Regions from separate parts of the Sus scrofa genome. Here regions 1 and 2 are each linked to region 3. A link is a contact called in public Hi-C and HiChIP or PLAC-seq data. All regions are on one chromosome and are shown on one strand. Each heading gives the region's core, a stretch centred on a gene start, on an enhancer-like site or on the middle of the called end of the contact. The rest is flanking DNA. Distances are from core to core; before and after follow the strand shown. Region 1 overlaps PACRG (parkin coregulated gene protein). Region 2 overlaps QKI (QKI, KH domain containing RNA binding). Region 3 holds the start of QKI (QKI, KH domain containing RNA binding).

The links. Hi-C and Micro-C count contacts between places; a contact is called where the count stands out from the background. HiChIP or PLAC-seq counts read pairs in DNA pulled down with a chosen protein or histone mark.
Region 1: an H3K27ac HiChIP or PLAC-seq map of alveolar macrophages shows a contact between it and region 3, with 8 times the contacts expected there. The contact joins the enhancer-like site here to the promoter of QKI in region 3. A contact is called at or near these places in 1 of 5 promoter capture datasets (liver), 14 of 47 Hi-C or Micro-C datasets (brain, embryonic fibroblasts, fetal heart ventricle and 9 more) and 2 of 2 datasets of contacts at active chromatin or transcription factors (alveolar macrophages and skeletal muscle).
Region 2: a Hi-C map of skeletal muscle shows a contact between it and region 3, with 2.4 times the contacts expected there. The contact joins the enhancer-like site here to the promoter of QKI in region 3. A contact is called at or near these places in 11 of 47 Hi-C or Micro-C datasets (embryonic fibroblasts, fetal heart ventricle, fetal skeletal muscle and 4 more) and 2 of 2 datasets of contacts at active chromatin or transcription factors (alveolar macrophages and skeletal muscle).

Annotation. Positions count from the first base shown.
Region 1 is chr1:5,078,705-5,083,207 of Sscrofa11.1, reverse strand. All of the region lies in intron 4 of PACRG (parkin coregulated gene protein), which reads left to right. It overlaps LOC106508449 (a long non-coding RNA gene), which reads right to left. Exons shown (of 3, transcript XR_001305307.2): 3 at 1-3,981. Among named protein-coding and RNA genes, the nearest start is that of QKI, 200 kb to the right of the region's middle. Within about 2 kb of position 1,942, at least 9 of the 83 cell types and tissues checked have an H3K27ac peak or open chromatin away from gene starts, as enhancers often do. A contact at or near this core is called in alveolar macrophages and brain, where this site is marked.
Region 2 is chr1:4,743,495-4,747,802 of Sscrofa11.1, reverse strand. QKI (QKI, KH domain containing RNA binding) reads left to right here. Exons shown (of 8, transcript NM_001007195.1): 5 at 747-834; 6 at 2,196-2,495. Among named protein-coding and RNA genes, the nearest start is that of QKI, 140 kb to the left of the region's middle. Within about 2 kb of position 2,267, at least 5 of the 83 cell types and tissues checked have an H3K27ac peak or open chromatin away from gene starts, as enhancers often do. A contact at or near this core is called in fetal skeletal muscle and skeletal muscle, where this site is marked.
Region 3 is chr1:4,879,810-4,884,532 of Sscrofa11.1, reverse strand. QKI (QKI, KH domain containing RNA binding) reads left to right here and starts at 1,292. Exons shown (of 8, transcript NM_001007195.1): 1 at 1,292-1,433. The coding sequence starts at 1,292.

The DNA.
Region 1 (4,503 bases), core at 693-3,192, 200 kb before region 3:
CCTAAAGCTGCAGTGGAACATCTAATGGACTCTCTTGGAAGCAACTTTGATAAAACTCTAATTAGATGCCGTTTTTGAGTGTTCCCCCCCACCCACCCCTTGTAAGAGTCGAGGGACTAATCCTTAGATCTGAAAGCCCCCTCCCTTGGGAAACAGGGCTTCCACACCACAGGATGGGCCTGTGAGCTCAGAGGTCCTATCTGGTTGGAAATGTGAAGAGTCTTTGATTCTATGGTTCTAAAAGGCAGCCTCCCTATTTTCTTTAAGTAGCCCTTCGTATGCTTTGTCTTGTTCCCTCAATCGTTGCAATTGCACTGCAGTTCATGTCTAGCTTTGTATGTTGCTCCTGTGTTGTGTCTGAGGTCCAGGAAACAGTTGTCATTGTCCATCCAGATACCCTTCAGTAGTGAGGAAAGAATTCCTTTTTGTGAAGCAAGCATGAAGCTTAAGATCTTTCAAATGCTATTCATTGTCCATATTTACTAAGACCAATTGAGGAATGTATGCTAGAACTTGAAAAGCATCTCTTACATTTTTATTCATCCTGTAAGCAACCAACACACTTTCCTTTGAAACAGTAGAGACCATCCCCTTTTAGTCTAACGAGATAGGAGAGGATAATTGTAAAAAAATGTCAAAGACAGTGAAATGGAATGACACTACAGAAAACATTTTGCCAAAACAAATTGAAGTGGAGATTTACAATTCTTGTATAAAGCCCTTTTGTGTGATCAAAGAAAGCATCATCTGTACCACTAAGTTCTATGTCTAACATGATTTTGTTGAAGAGGAGGCAACTCGAGATGAACTGATGAGCAGTTTGCTCACAAATGCACAATAGCTGTAGTGAGGACTTACGGTTTCAGGCAATGCCATTCTACATGGGAACATTTAGCTTTTAACACGGTGTTTTAAGAATCCATCATAGACCAATGGCAAAAAAGAGACTGTGTCTCTCGCTGCTTAGGCGTTTGTTACATAATATATTGGAGAATAACAAGTGAACTGGATGTTTTTTTCCCTGCCATTTATTATCTGATACCTTTAAAGACTGGATGTCCTTGCCTGCTATATATTGTAGCCAAGTACTTCAGTCAACACTTTGAGTTCACAGACTGCTAGTCCTTCCTGGGTTCTTTTTCCAGGAAACAGCAGCTATTCCATTTCATTTGCTGCTAGGAAGTTTTCCATCCTAGCCCCGCAACGAGCTAACTCCATCTTGGTTTCTTTGGGAAAAGATATAGATGAGTTTTGTGAAAGTGTGTTTAAATGCAGCCGTCAAGCCATTGGCATCGAAAGAAAGTCAGCCGTTCCTGGGGCCCTGCGCACAGAGCCCACGACTAACAAGGGCTTGCATTCACACCCGGTTTACATAAATGCTGGTGCACTGGTCCCCAGGACGTGCTTGGTTAATGCTTACACAGTCAGACTCCCAGGTGGCCTGTCGCTTATTTTTGTAAGTTCAATCTGGTAGCGCTACAAAGGCAGTACAGTTCATTGATATAAAGTAGACATAACAGAATCCAAAAATAAGAAAGATTCCTCTAAGTAGACAGGGTCAATCAACAATAGAAGAAGGTAGGTTTCTAATGCAGGTCTTAATAATGCAACTGTGTTTAGACTGCATTAAATTAGTTTTCTCTTCTCAATAGTTGGCAAATGAAAAACCACCCATTGCCATCCTAACAGAAAGTTTCTAATCTGTAAACCTTACCAGCAGCAACTCATTAGGAGCCTATTAGGAGCCAAAACACTTGTCTAAATAAAATATAAATAGAATTTCAAATGAAGATATGAACATTCTTTGACTAAACCCGAAGTCCCAATCTCTGCACAGGTGTTTATTCTTCAGAGCCCAGTCGTGAAAGTGGGACCCAGCCAGCAACATGAGGTTCCTAAAACTAAAATACAGATTAAGGAACAAACTGATGTAAAGAGTTGCATAAACTCAAGTGTTCAGACAGGCCCCAGGGGAGGACACTTGGGCTCTTAAGCAAAGAGCCCAATGCACTGAAGTAATTGTGAAGGTTAACTGTGTGTCTGGAAATTATCTAAAGGCCCCGCAGAGCAACACAAGGGACTCTGAAAAAATGTGCTTCCTTATGAAATCTGAATTTAGTTTCTTAGAGGAGGTAAAATGATCTATTTTCTGCTTTTTTCTGATTAGACTTCAAAGGTTAAAAGTATTAACAAGAATAAAAGTTAATGAGGACAAACTCACCCCTCAGTTTTAGAACCTCAGCAAAATCTGTGTCAGAGCTGGGACCGAGAATTGGGCCAGTGTGTAAGGGTTCTCGTCAAGTCCCTTTCTCAGCCCCATGTCCTGTTCTACCTCTTCCTCCTTGGCCAGGTGCCCCCCCCATGTCCTTTCTCAGCCCTGGCTCGGGTCCCTGTGTCTCCCCATCTGGACAGCCATGTCCCCACTCTGTCCCATGCCCTGCCCTCGGCCCCCTTCTGTGCCATCGCAGGCACAAAGAGGTGTGGGAAGTCACTGCTCCTCACTCATGTCCTTTAGAAGGTTCCTCTCAGCTCCAGATGCTGCGTCTGTCTGTCAGCTATGAGGCCTCTACGGCCACCCTCTCTCCTATCCTTCGCCCCCCAGAGGGGCACTCTGGGCTCCAGTCATGCTGGACGACCCCTCTGTGACTCCCACTCCACACTCTGCTCTCACTCTGTCCGTCGACAGAAGACCACCTTCTTCCCGCTCCCGCCTCCAACCACAGAAGCCCCGGTGCTTGGAGGCTGTTCTTAGGTGAGCCCTTCTCTTATCCGGCGGCATTCCCATCCAGCCCTTTTCCTCTAAACTAATGTGACACTTCATCATTGTCTCCCCTATGAAGTATACATTCTGCCTTGCTTCTGTTGGGCTCGTCTTGTACCCCAAAGTAGACTGTAAGCTCCTTGAAGACTATGTCTCACTCCTCTCCGTCTGTACCCTCCCAAACCAACAGTGCCTTCAGCGCAGTAAGCACTGAGGGAGTATTTGTTGAATTGATTTCATTTAACTCGGTTTTTAACTGAATCAAGCAAAGGGTGTCACAAGCTTGCATTTATAACTGAAGAAAGCACAGTTGTGCAGCTGTCAAAGACAGTCTCTGGGGGTTGGAGGGAATGCAAAGGGAGAATCCTCAGAAGCCAGCTGACTGCTGGTCAAACCAGGTGCAAGTTGGGAAAAATTCTATAGTGAATGAAGGAAAATAAGATGCACAGTGGAAAAGAATACCAACATTCTTGCAAATGAATCTTAAAGTATTATTTTTACAAAGAATACAAGGATTATTTCTGTTCCCTTGTTGACTACTTTGTATGTTCTTCCTACAGATACTTTCAGAAAAAGACCTATTGTTTGTTTTTCTCCTCACTGACACAGTATCCATTGTTTATAACTGTAATCATAGCACACATAGTTGAAAATGTGGGACTAGGGACAAGCTGTATTTCCCCCTCTGGTTCTTTAGACAGGGAAGACTGTGTTCTTTATCTCTTATCACAGCTCTTTTGTCAAACATTGAATGATTTTTTTTCCCCAGACAAATTTGTAGTTTATCAACCATAAAAATGTCTTTATTGCCTTGTTTTTAAACATTTACACTTTGGTATGTATGTCTCAAGATGAGCATGAATTAAAGGGTTTATTTCACTTTAAATACATTTTTATTACAGTATATAAAGCTAGCTTTCTCCGGCATGTACGGCTTATAGGGAGCTATATTTAGACTTGATGAAAATATATTTTATTTTAGTACATGCTTGTACCTTTTAGGAGAGCGGTTATGCCTGCTGCTTCCCAGGTCAGGTGTGTTGGAAACATGTGTCAGAGGGAGACGGGCCCCAGCATCTCTAACTCCCTGCACCAGGTGACTGTCACTAGATTTCCTGCTGCAGAAAACACTGGGCACACTTCTCCACTTCTGGGTCTTCATTTTTCTAAAAGCCCAAGACTTCTTCCTGGCCCATAATTCACATGCCTATTCCCCAAGCCTGTAAGAGAGGAAAAAAAGTATTTTTTAACACAATAAGTAGTAACTCTTTGTTTTTCCTAGTTTCAAAATTTACAGTTTGCTTGATATGACATTGGAAGGCTTTAATTCAAATGAATATTTATAACAAAGAAATAAAATATATTTCTAGCACACTTGGCATGTAACTTCAGGGCAATTTTAAAATATTCATTTTTCAAGTTGGTGGTAGAGTCTACAAAAAGTCTTAATGTGCCACTTTATATTTTTATGAATATCAAGTTATAGAACATATTTTGCTTCTCTAACCATTTCCACTAAGCTTCGCTTAGATTGAGGGGATAAAAAATGATTGTCAGTCTTTCAGATGCCTAGAGGAAAATGCTTCTGTTTTGTTCCGGATTTGTTTTCAAGGGCTAAGTTGAACTTTTGAGATGATGTGTCAGGAGTCAAGGACAGAGTCCTTTGACCTTTTTCAGCTTGGATTGCTCTAAATTGTCTTACAAAGTATGGAAAACTATTAACAAGGCAGTTCTCCCTTGGG
Region 2 (4,308 bases), core at 1,018-3,517, 140 kb after region 3:
AACCAAATTTTACATGTTTAGGAGTTCCCCTTGAGGCTCAGTGGGTTAAGAACCCAAATAGTGTCTGTGAGGATGCAGGTTCAGTCCCTGGCCTTGCTCAGTGGATTAAGGATCCAGCATTGCCAAAAGCTGCAGTGTTGGTCACAGATGCAGCTCCGATCTGGCTATTGCCATGGCTGTGCCATAGACCATCAGTTGCAGTTCCAATTGGACGGACCCTAGCCTGGGAGCTTCTATATGCCATAGGTCTGGCCATAAAAAGAGTGAGATAGACAAATTTTACATGATTGAAGTCCCAGTTTTTGTTGCTTTTGGTTTTTTGTTTGTTTGTTTTTTGGTTTTTGTTTTTTAATGAATACATGTGAGTTTTGGCATCTTCAACAAAATGATAGGTGCTGTAGATACTATACTGTATTCATCTAACATTTTCATTCATTCCATTTAATAGCAAAGCTTTTTAGGAGAACATTAATAAATCAATGTTGCTTATGCAAGAAATGTCTGAATAGAAACATAACTAACTGGTGTCAGTCAAGAGTACCCTGTGTATCAGCATGCCATTAGAGTGGGCTTCAGCATGAAGTACCTTCTGGTTCCCTGATCTTTTTTTTTTTTTTTTTCCTCTGATTGAAACAGGTGGCTATAGTCATAGTTACATGATACCTATTTTAAAGTTTGTGTAGATATGGCTGTAATGTATATGGACCATTTCAAGTGCTTAATGCTTTTGTATTTTCCACGTGTAGGCAGAGGGAGAAGACAGCCTGAAGAAGATGCAGCTGATGGAGCTTGCGATTCTCAATGGCACCTACAGAGATGCCAACATTAAATCACGTAAGGATGATACTGAGGCCCAGGGCTACACACCGTCTCAGCTGTTTTGTCCACATACCTATCTCTTTATTGGCAGGACAATACATGAACAGTTAAAAGTGAAGAGTTGAATTAATTGTTATTTGATATGTGGCTAACTGTCCCATTTTTACTGCTTTCAAGAATTGAGGACTCTCTGTTTTATGCCAGCATGCTTAAGTTTTAAGTTTATAAACTTTTATTCTTTTGATGAAATTTCAACTTCTAAATTGAAGAGTTTCATAAAATTTTACTGTTAACTACAGATTTAAGACTTCCAACTTATTTCATTTATGCAAAGGACAGAAGTTTTTTGAAAACAATTTTTGAATAAAAGCTATTTTGGAATGTTATCTGAATGCAGTGATTCTTCTGTTGAATTCTGTTCTTTCACTTTGCTTGCATGTTTTTCCCTCTAGTAATTTTTTTCTCTATTGATTTCATATGTGAGTTCACAGAGAGCAGTATCTTAGATACTATTTTAATCCTGTTTTCCCCTTTATATGTATTTTGCATGCTTTCATAAACTATGAGGATTGCTTTTTCTATATTTAATGAAATAATGTGAAATTTATATTTTGAGGCAATCTAAGTTTTACATAGCATTCATATGAGTATGATAGCATTTAATTTTTTTTTTTTTTTTTTTTAAGAAATAGAATTTTAAAGGCATAGCCAACTCTACAAAATGTAGGCAACCTAGTGGGTTTAGAAGAGGTCACTTTTGCAAATGGTTGTCATTAATTTACTCACAAAAATGAGTATATCATTAACAATCATGTGTTTGGGAGTGCAGCATTTTTGTATTTTTTCCTGTGAAGGGACTTCCTACAGATACAGGAAATTAGTAACTGTTGGTTACTTGACTAACTTGATACAATGAAATTTATTCTTTCCTTAATTTGAAACTGAAGCTACCCTTTAGAAATGTATCAAAAAACTGTATTTCTGTGGACTCCAATTACAAAGTATTTTTTAACATCTTTTAATGCAGGTGTTTTCTTGTGCTTCTGCATGCACCTTTAGTCTCATGAGATCTTAAAAGCATAGATATATCAAATACATGAATTAAATATAACCTGTTTTAATGGTCTCATTCTTTTTTTCCCCCAGTGGCTTTTTAATTTTTGCACATTTATTCTTAATCACATTGGGAAAGGGGAAGCTGTTTGCATTTGATTGGTATGCTTTGGCATTTTTGTGTGATCAGTGCATGTACTAATGATTTCCTTTTATTTTTCTTCTTTTCTGCTTTTTCTTTTCTTTTTCCTACTTCCCTCTCATTTTTCATATTTTACACTGCTATCTCTGTACTTCCTTCTAAATTTCTTTGCTTACTGTAGCAGCCCTTGCCTTTTCTCTTGCAGCAACAGCCCAGGCTGCTCCAAGGATTATTACTGGGCCTGCGCCTGTTCTCCCACCAGCTGCCCTGCGCACTCCTACGCCAGCTGGCCCTACCATAATGCCTTTGATCAGACAGATACAGACCGCTGTCATGCCAAACGGAACTCCTCACCCAACTGCTGCAATAGTTCCTCCAGGGCCCGAAGCTGGTTTAATCTACACACCCTATGAATACCCCTACACGTTGGCACCAGCTACATCAATCCTTGAGTACCCTATTGAACCTAGCGGTGTATTAGGTAAGTTCTTCTCCGTATGTGGTGAACATTTTTCTTCATGACTTTTGCTGCCCCAGACTTGAAACGATTGCATCCATTTCAGAGAGGCAAGACAAGTTTCCATTGGGAAAAACTGTAAACCAAATTTTATTTTATTTCAGCCTCTTTGTAAGAGTTCTCCCTTAAAATAATTGTACCTTAGATTTATTTAGATTGACTTTGGTAACTGAAATTCACTGGGATGGGTTAAATTTACTAAACATTTTAAACAGAGAGTACGTTTCATATTTGACATCACTCGGGTTGTTCTGAGTTTTAGATCCTACCTCAGCCTATCCCCATCATCAGCTTCAGCACCCAGAGTTTTTAGGTTCCTTTGGCTCAGAGACGTATTTAATTGTTGGCTAAATTTTAAATTTCTTTGTGAAAGTGCTTTAAGATCTTTTTAAAACTGATATTACTATGTGTGGTTTTCTTATATTTGTGATCACTTTAAATATGAAAGGGATCAGGTGAATAGTTGCGTTCTTCATGTTTTTTTCAGTTTTTCTCTTTTGAAGTCCTTGTTAATATTAAACGTAAGAGATCATCTTAATTTTAATAATGCAGTATGGAATTGATAAGTACACATTTGAGGCAAAAATTAAGATCATACTATAAACGCTCGGTTTTACATGAACAAAAAGTGGTGTGCTTGAAAAAGACATTACTGATGCCTTTTTTTTATAGAGTGGATTGAAATGCCAGTCATGCCTGATATTTCAGCCCATTGACTTGCTGGATGAAGGACTAGAGTACAGCAGCTGTGCTAACGCGACCCGTCCATGTGGGACAGACTGTTCCCGGGCTGCCCTTGTTTTACCAGACAAAATTTGAATTCTTTTTTCTTGAATTGTGTATGACCTTGGTGCTGCGTGCATGCTGTTGACTTTTAGGACTTCGATCTTTCAAGGTTTTTTTTTCCAGCATTAATACTGATTTATAAAAATTTGAAAGTCTTTAATGAACCCGGACACTAAGATTTAAACTTGAAAATTCGTTGTTCAATTAAAGAAAGCCACAATGCTCTGTATGTTATCTGTGTGTGTGCATGCACTCAGGTGCCTTCTGTTTCATGAGCAAATACATTTTACTGTACATGTTTTCCGTTTCTCGCTAAATCATTGTATAAAGTATTGTAGGTCAGAATTATACTTTAGAACTGTTTATGAGGGCTTGTTTCTGTTGCACATTTCTTGAAGCATTTTTAAAATAACATGTAACCTGTAACCCGTTTACGTTTTCCTTTCTGTTAACTCTTGTCCTGTGGCCCCATGCCTGCTCCTTTCCCCCGAGCTCCTCTCTGCTGCACGCACAGCGTCTGTTCGAGGAGTTTGACTGTTGCTTCCTGCAGGGCTGGCACTCATAGCCACCAGCTGCTGTTCCAGCACTCAATGCAAGATCTCACTGATTTTGCCTCATGGAATTATACTTACATAAGATTAGTCTATCTGAAATGAAAAAGGGGTGATGGACCAGTTTACTGCTTAGAAACAGCAAGAGGCACTGCAGTAAAATTTTGTTTCTCATTTTTAAAGCAATGTGGTGTTTGTTGTGTCGGAAAATTTTTATTTATAATACTTGTTAGACTGACAAAATTAAAAGCAAAATATACAGATACCTAATTGGCATTCATAAGATGAATAATAATGAGTACTAAATGACAAAATTCCATTGTCAGTTTTATTACTCGCTTTGCCACCTAAGCAGTAAAACATGATATTGACCAGTTGGAGAACTGAGAAAATTATTTCAAATTGCTACATTATAATAAATTTGCACACAGATAACATGC
Region 3 (4,723 bases), core at 43-2,542:
CGGCAGGCCCCGCACCTCCCCCTTCGCTCGCGGGGCCCCAGCGGGGGCGGGGCGACCCTCGGAAGGGGCGTGGCCGCCGGCCTCGACGCACGCACGCGCTCTCGGACCTTACGGCTACGTGTCGGGCCACGTGACGCCCACCCCGAAAGTCCCCCGTGAAGCAACAGGACGTTAAAAAAAATTTTTTTTCGGGGTGGCGGGGAGGGTGGTTGGGAGGCTTTTAAAGAACCATAATAACGGGGGAGAGGATGGGGCCGTGCGGCGGCGAGCGCAGCCCTGGCGCGCCGTAGCCCGTCCCGCTGGAAATCCCTCTCACCAAACGCCACAGCCCGACCGCGCCCGCCAGACGAGCCGGCCGGCAGCGGGGAGCGCGAGGCGACGCGGCCCGCGCCCCCGCCCCAGTCGAAAGCACAGCCACCCGGCGCCCTCCCCCGTCCGTCGGCCCCGCAGCGGCCCCTCCCTCCGCTCCTGCTCGCCCGGGGCGCCCACCCCGGCGCCCAGGCCGGCTCGCCCCGCGCCGCCTCCGTCACGCTGCCCGCCGCCGGCCCTTCAGGCCGCCCACCCCGCCGGAGGGCGACGGCTCGGCGGCGGCGGCGCCTGGGCCGGGGGCTGCGGGGGGCGGCGGCGGCGGGAGGAGGAGCGCGCCGGCCGGGCCCCGCTAACGGCCGCCCTGCGCGGCCCCGCCCGCCGCCCGCCCCCGGCCCTCCCCGCGCCGCCGCCCCTCCCCCCGCGCCGCCGCCGCCGCCGCCGCTGGCAGCGCCGCCTGAACTGAGGCGAACTCCGCCGCCAAGTGAGTGAGGAGGAGGAGGAGGCGAGGAGGAGGAGGAAGAGGAGGAGCGGAGTCAGAGCGCGGCGGCAGCGGCAGAGGCGGCCGCGGCGGGGACCAGCCCAGAGAGACCCCGAGCCCGCGGCAGAGGCGGCGGCGGCGGCTGAGCGGGCGCGACCAGCCGAGCGAGCGGCGGCGGCCCGGCTCCTCCTCGTCCGGCGCCGAGCGGCCCGCGCCCGCACTCGGCCCGCGGAGACCCGCCTCCCGCCCGCCGGCCTCGTGAGGGACGCGCCGAGCCGGCGGCCGAGGAGCGGCGGCGGGCCGGGAGCGCGTCGGGCCGCGGGCGGAAAGTGCCTGCGGGGGCGGGGAGAGCGCGGCGAGCGCGCGGTCCGGCCGCCCCGGCGCCCGGCGCGGGAGCGGAGCGGAGCGGGACGCCGAGTCCCGAGCGGCCGGCGGCCGGGGCTCCCCGCCCCTCCCTCCTCTCCGGCGGCGGCGGCGGGCGGAGTGAGCTGCGGAGCCTGGAATATGGTCGGGGAAATGGAAACGAAGGAGAAGCCGAAGCCCACCCCAGATTACCTGATGCAGCTGATGAACGACAAGAAGCTCATGAGCAGCCTGCCCAACTTCTGCGGGATCTTCAACCACCTCGAGCGGCTGCTGGACGAAGGTGAGTCGCCTCGCCGGCCCCTCGGGCCCGCGCCCGGGCGGCGGCCCCTCTTCCCGGGACCCGACGCCCGCCGGAGTGGGGAGGGCGGGAAGGTCGCGGCCGGCGGGGACCGTGCGCCCGGGGACGGAGAGGCCCGGGCGGGGCGCACGGAGGCGGCGCCGAGGCCGGGCTCGCGGGGCGCGCCGGGGCCGGGGCGCGGGCGGGACCTGCGGGCGGGACGCCCCCCCCCCCCGGCCCCTGGGCCCCGGGTCCCGGCCCCCGCGCCCCGCCCGGGCCGGCCTGGGCGCCGGCGTCGGAGCGCTGGGGGAGCCTGCAGGCCGGCCCTGCTGCGCCCCGGCTCCCGGCCGCGCCTGCGAGCACCGCGACGGCCCGCAGCCTCGCGGGCCTCCGGGGGAGCGGCCCGGCCTGCCCGCCCCGCGCCCCGCGGGCGCCTGAAGGACACCGGCTCGGGGCCGCTCCCGAGGGGCCTTCCCGCGGGTCGCCGGCGCTTCCCCCACTGGGAGATGCCGTGGGGCTTTGGGTTTTTCGAAGTTTGCGTGGCTTGTGAGTACTCGAGGGGAGTAGCGTGGGCTCGCTAATTGAGAGGGGTTCCACAGCCGACCGAGAGTAACGCCGCTTCAGCCCGGGGCGAGGACCGAATGACAGCGGAAAGCACTTTTTGTCCTTTTGTTTGGGGAAGCGAGAACTGTTGGGGAGTTTAACTTCACTTCGGGGGGGGGTGTGAACGCGAAATACCGCGAGGACAAGTGTAAACGTAATCCCGAGTTTCAAAGAACTTCGGCGGAGAGCTTCTCCCGAGGACGCCGTTGCCTTAGTTTGCAAGACAGGAAATCAAGACGTTTGAAAGGGCGACGATAAAAACGAGTAAAAGTTTGCCAAAACGCTGTGTTGGTGGAGAGCTGTGAGGAGCGACGAATGTCGAGAAGATTAATTTTGACCCACTCTGGAATTACTTTAACAAGGTCTTGTAGCAGTGACCCGGAGTGTTAATTTCTGGTCGCTGTGCACGTCTGTGGACGCCGAGGGAAAAATATGACCAACAAAAATGTCTGTTTTGAAAGTCGAGTAGCAAGGAGTTTCTCTTTTCTGTGTAGAAGCATCCCCGGAGGACTGTTAAACGAAAACGGAAAAGTATATTTTATACAATGAACAATGGATTCCAGATTTTTCACAAGAATTTTGAGGAATTTTAACCATATAGAGCTGGAGAAAAAGGAATCTGAACATTAGAGAGTTGGGATGTCGCGAAAGAACAAAAGACCGGAAATGTCTCCGTGATAAAAGGTGGTTAAAGAAGAATCCCTGGAGCTTTTCTTGTTTTGAAAGTCACAGAAACAACTTAAAAGTACAGAACTGTTAGATTTTGTACTTTTTTGTACGAACCAAACTCGTACTGCGAACACATTTTTTTGCTTACGTGTGTTAAGTATACAGCTGTGGCCCATCTTGAAATGAGCTTTTTCCTAGTTGAAACAGCAAATTTGTTAATATCAAATTGTTCCGGAGAAAACTTGAGCTGCCCCTTTAAGGGATTCTGCTTTTCCTATTTGTGTTGGCATTTGAAAGATTGTGGAGGCAGAAAACTTTCTGGAATGTCAAAAAAAAAAAAAAAAAAAAAAAAAAAAGCTGGAACTCTTAAATTGAGTATTTCCAAATGTGGGCGCTAAGGGGCGCCAGTTATTTTTTTTTTAAACATGAGAAATGTTTGGAGCAAAATGTGGACCATAACTTAATAACCTGACCTATATTGCAACTTAAATCATAGATCATTTCCTTTGTCATTTTGTGTCCATATATGTATTTGAAAACATTGAAAACACTTTCTTTAAAACTGTTGGAAAAATTTTATCACATTGCTGAAGTAATACGCTATTTTTTTCTGGGCATATTTTGATGAAGGTTAAGTTTTACTAGTAGTAAAAATTTTTAAGATTTTTTTTTTTCCTTAAGCCCAGTTGTGTAGAAGGAATCCTTTATAGTAAATGAAAATTGACTACGTTAGAGTTAAATTGCATTCTTTAAATTAATATGTTGAATTTAATCAAACAGCATAGGAGATTATAAAAAAAGTTTAGAAATATTTTCACTTCATTTGTACTATTTGAAGTAAATAATTTGAGTTTGTCTGATTACTTCTAAAAGCCTTCTCGTTTGTACTTCCAAGTTCGTCTAAAATCTCTAAATGATAATTTGGAGTTCTGTGTTAAAAAGTTTCTAACCTTTGGCTTGATTTCTAATCTTCTAAATCTATAATTCCAATTATATTGTTATTTCTAATGAAGGTTTGTTCCATTTCTCTCTGGTTGGAAATAGTAACCATTTGAGTTTTAAATGTTGGACACCACATTTTTTCCCCTTTTAGTGGGGCTTAATCCATCTCTTGCCTTAGTCTATCATTTAGTCTTTTCAGCTCTTAAGGGTAAAGATTGCTTCTGTATGGTAGCAAGGATGTTTTAAAAAGGGACAGCATAATGCCTAGGAAGTTTGATTTTTTTTTTTTTTTATCAGACCCGTACAAACATGCAGGAAAAAGGGCTATTCCTTAGTGTGGAATAAGCTGCTTCCTATAATTGTTAGCTTTATTATAAACAATTTGACTTGAGAAGAATATTGGTTTCTGAAGTGCATCGCATTTTTTCTATTCTGGGTGATTTACTTTTGAAATTTGACAGGTTATGCTTTACCCCTTTGTGGCCTGTCGTTGTCCAAAACAAATTAATCATGACTTCTGTTTGTGGTTAAGAATTACAGTTTCCTTTGTCCATAGGATTGGCAGAAAAATTCTTTTTAAATATTTATAAAACTATAAATGTTGCTTAGTGATTAGTTTCATCAAGTTAAGATACTGTACTTGGTTACAGTAGATTTATCTTCTGATAAATGGAAGTTTTGAGTGAGTATCAATTCTATTTCAAAATTTCTTAGAAAGTAAGCTTTTAAAGAATTTGCTGGTCAGTTTGAGAGTTTTTATTTCTCTGGTTTACATTTAGGAGGTCTGTGTGCTACTTTGTTTTTTTTGATTAAAACTTGACTTTAGACAGCATTTTAATTTTATGCCAAGTTAACCTTTAGCCTATATTTTGATTATGGATTGTGAACAATGTTTTTGTTTTCTGTTTCTTTGGGGGTAGGGGAGGGGTTGTCAGATTTTTCTCCTAACTATCTAGGACATGGTTGCTTTGGTAGGTTGTGAATGCATCTAGTCTGGACCACTCTTATAAAGGACATAATTTCAGTTGATAATTCCAATATTTAGTCTTTCATTGACCCTAGAGATGCTTACAGATAAA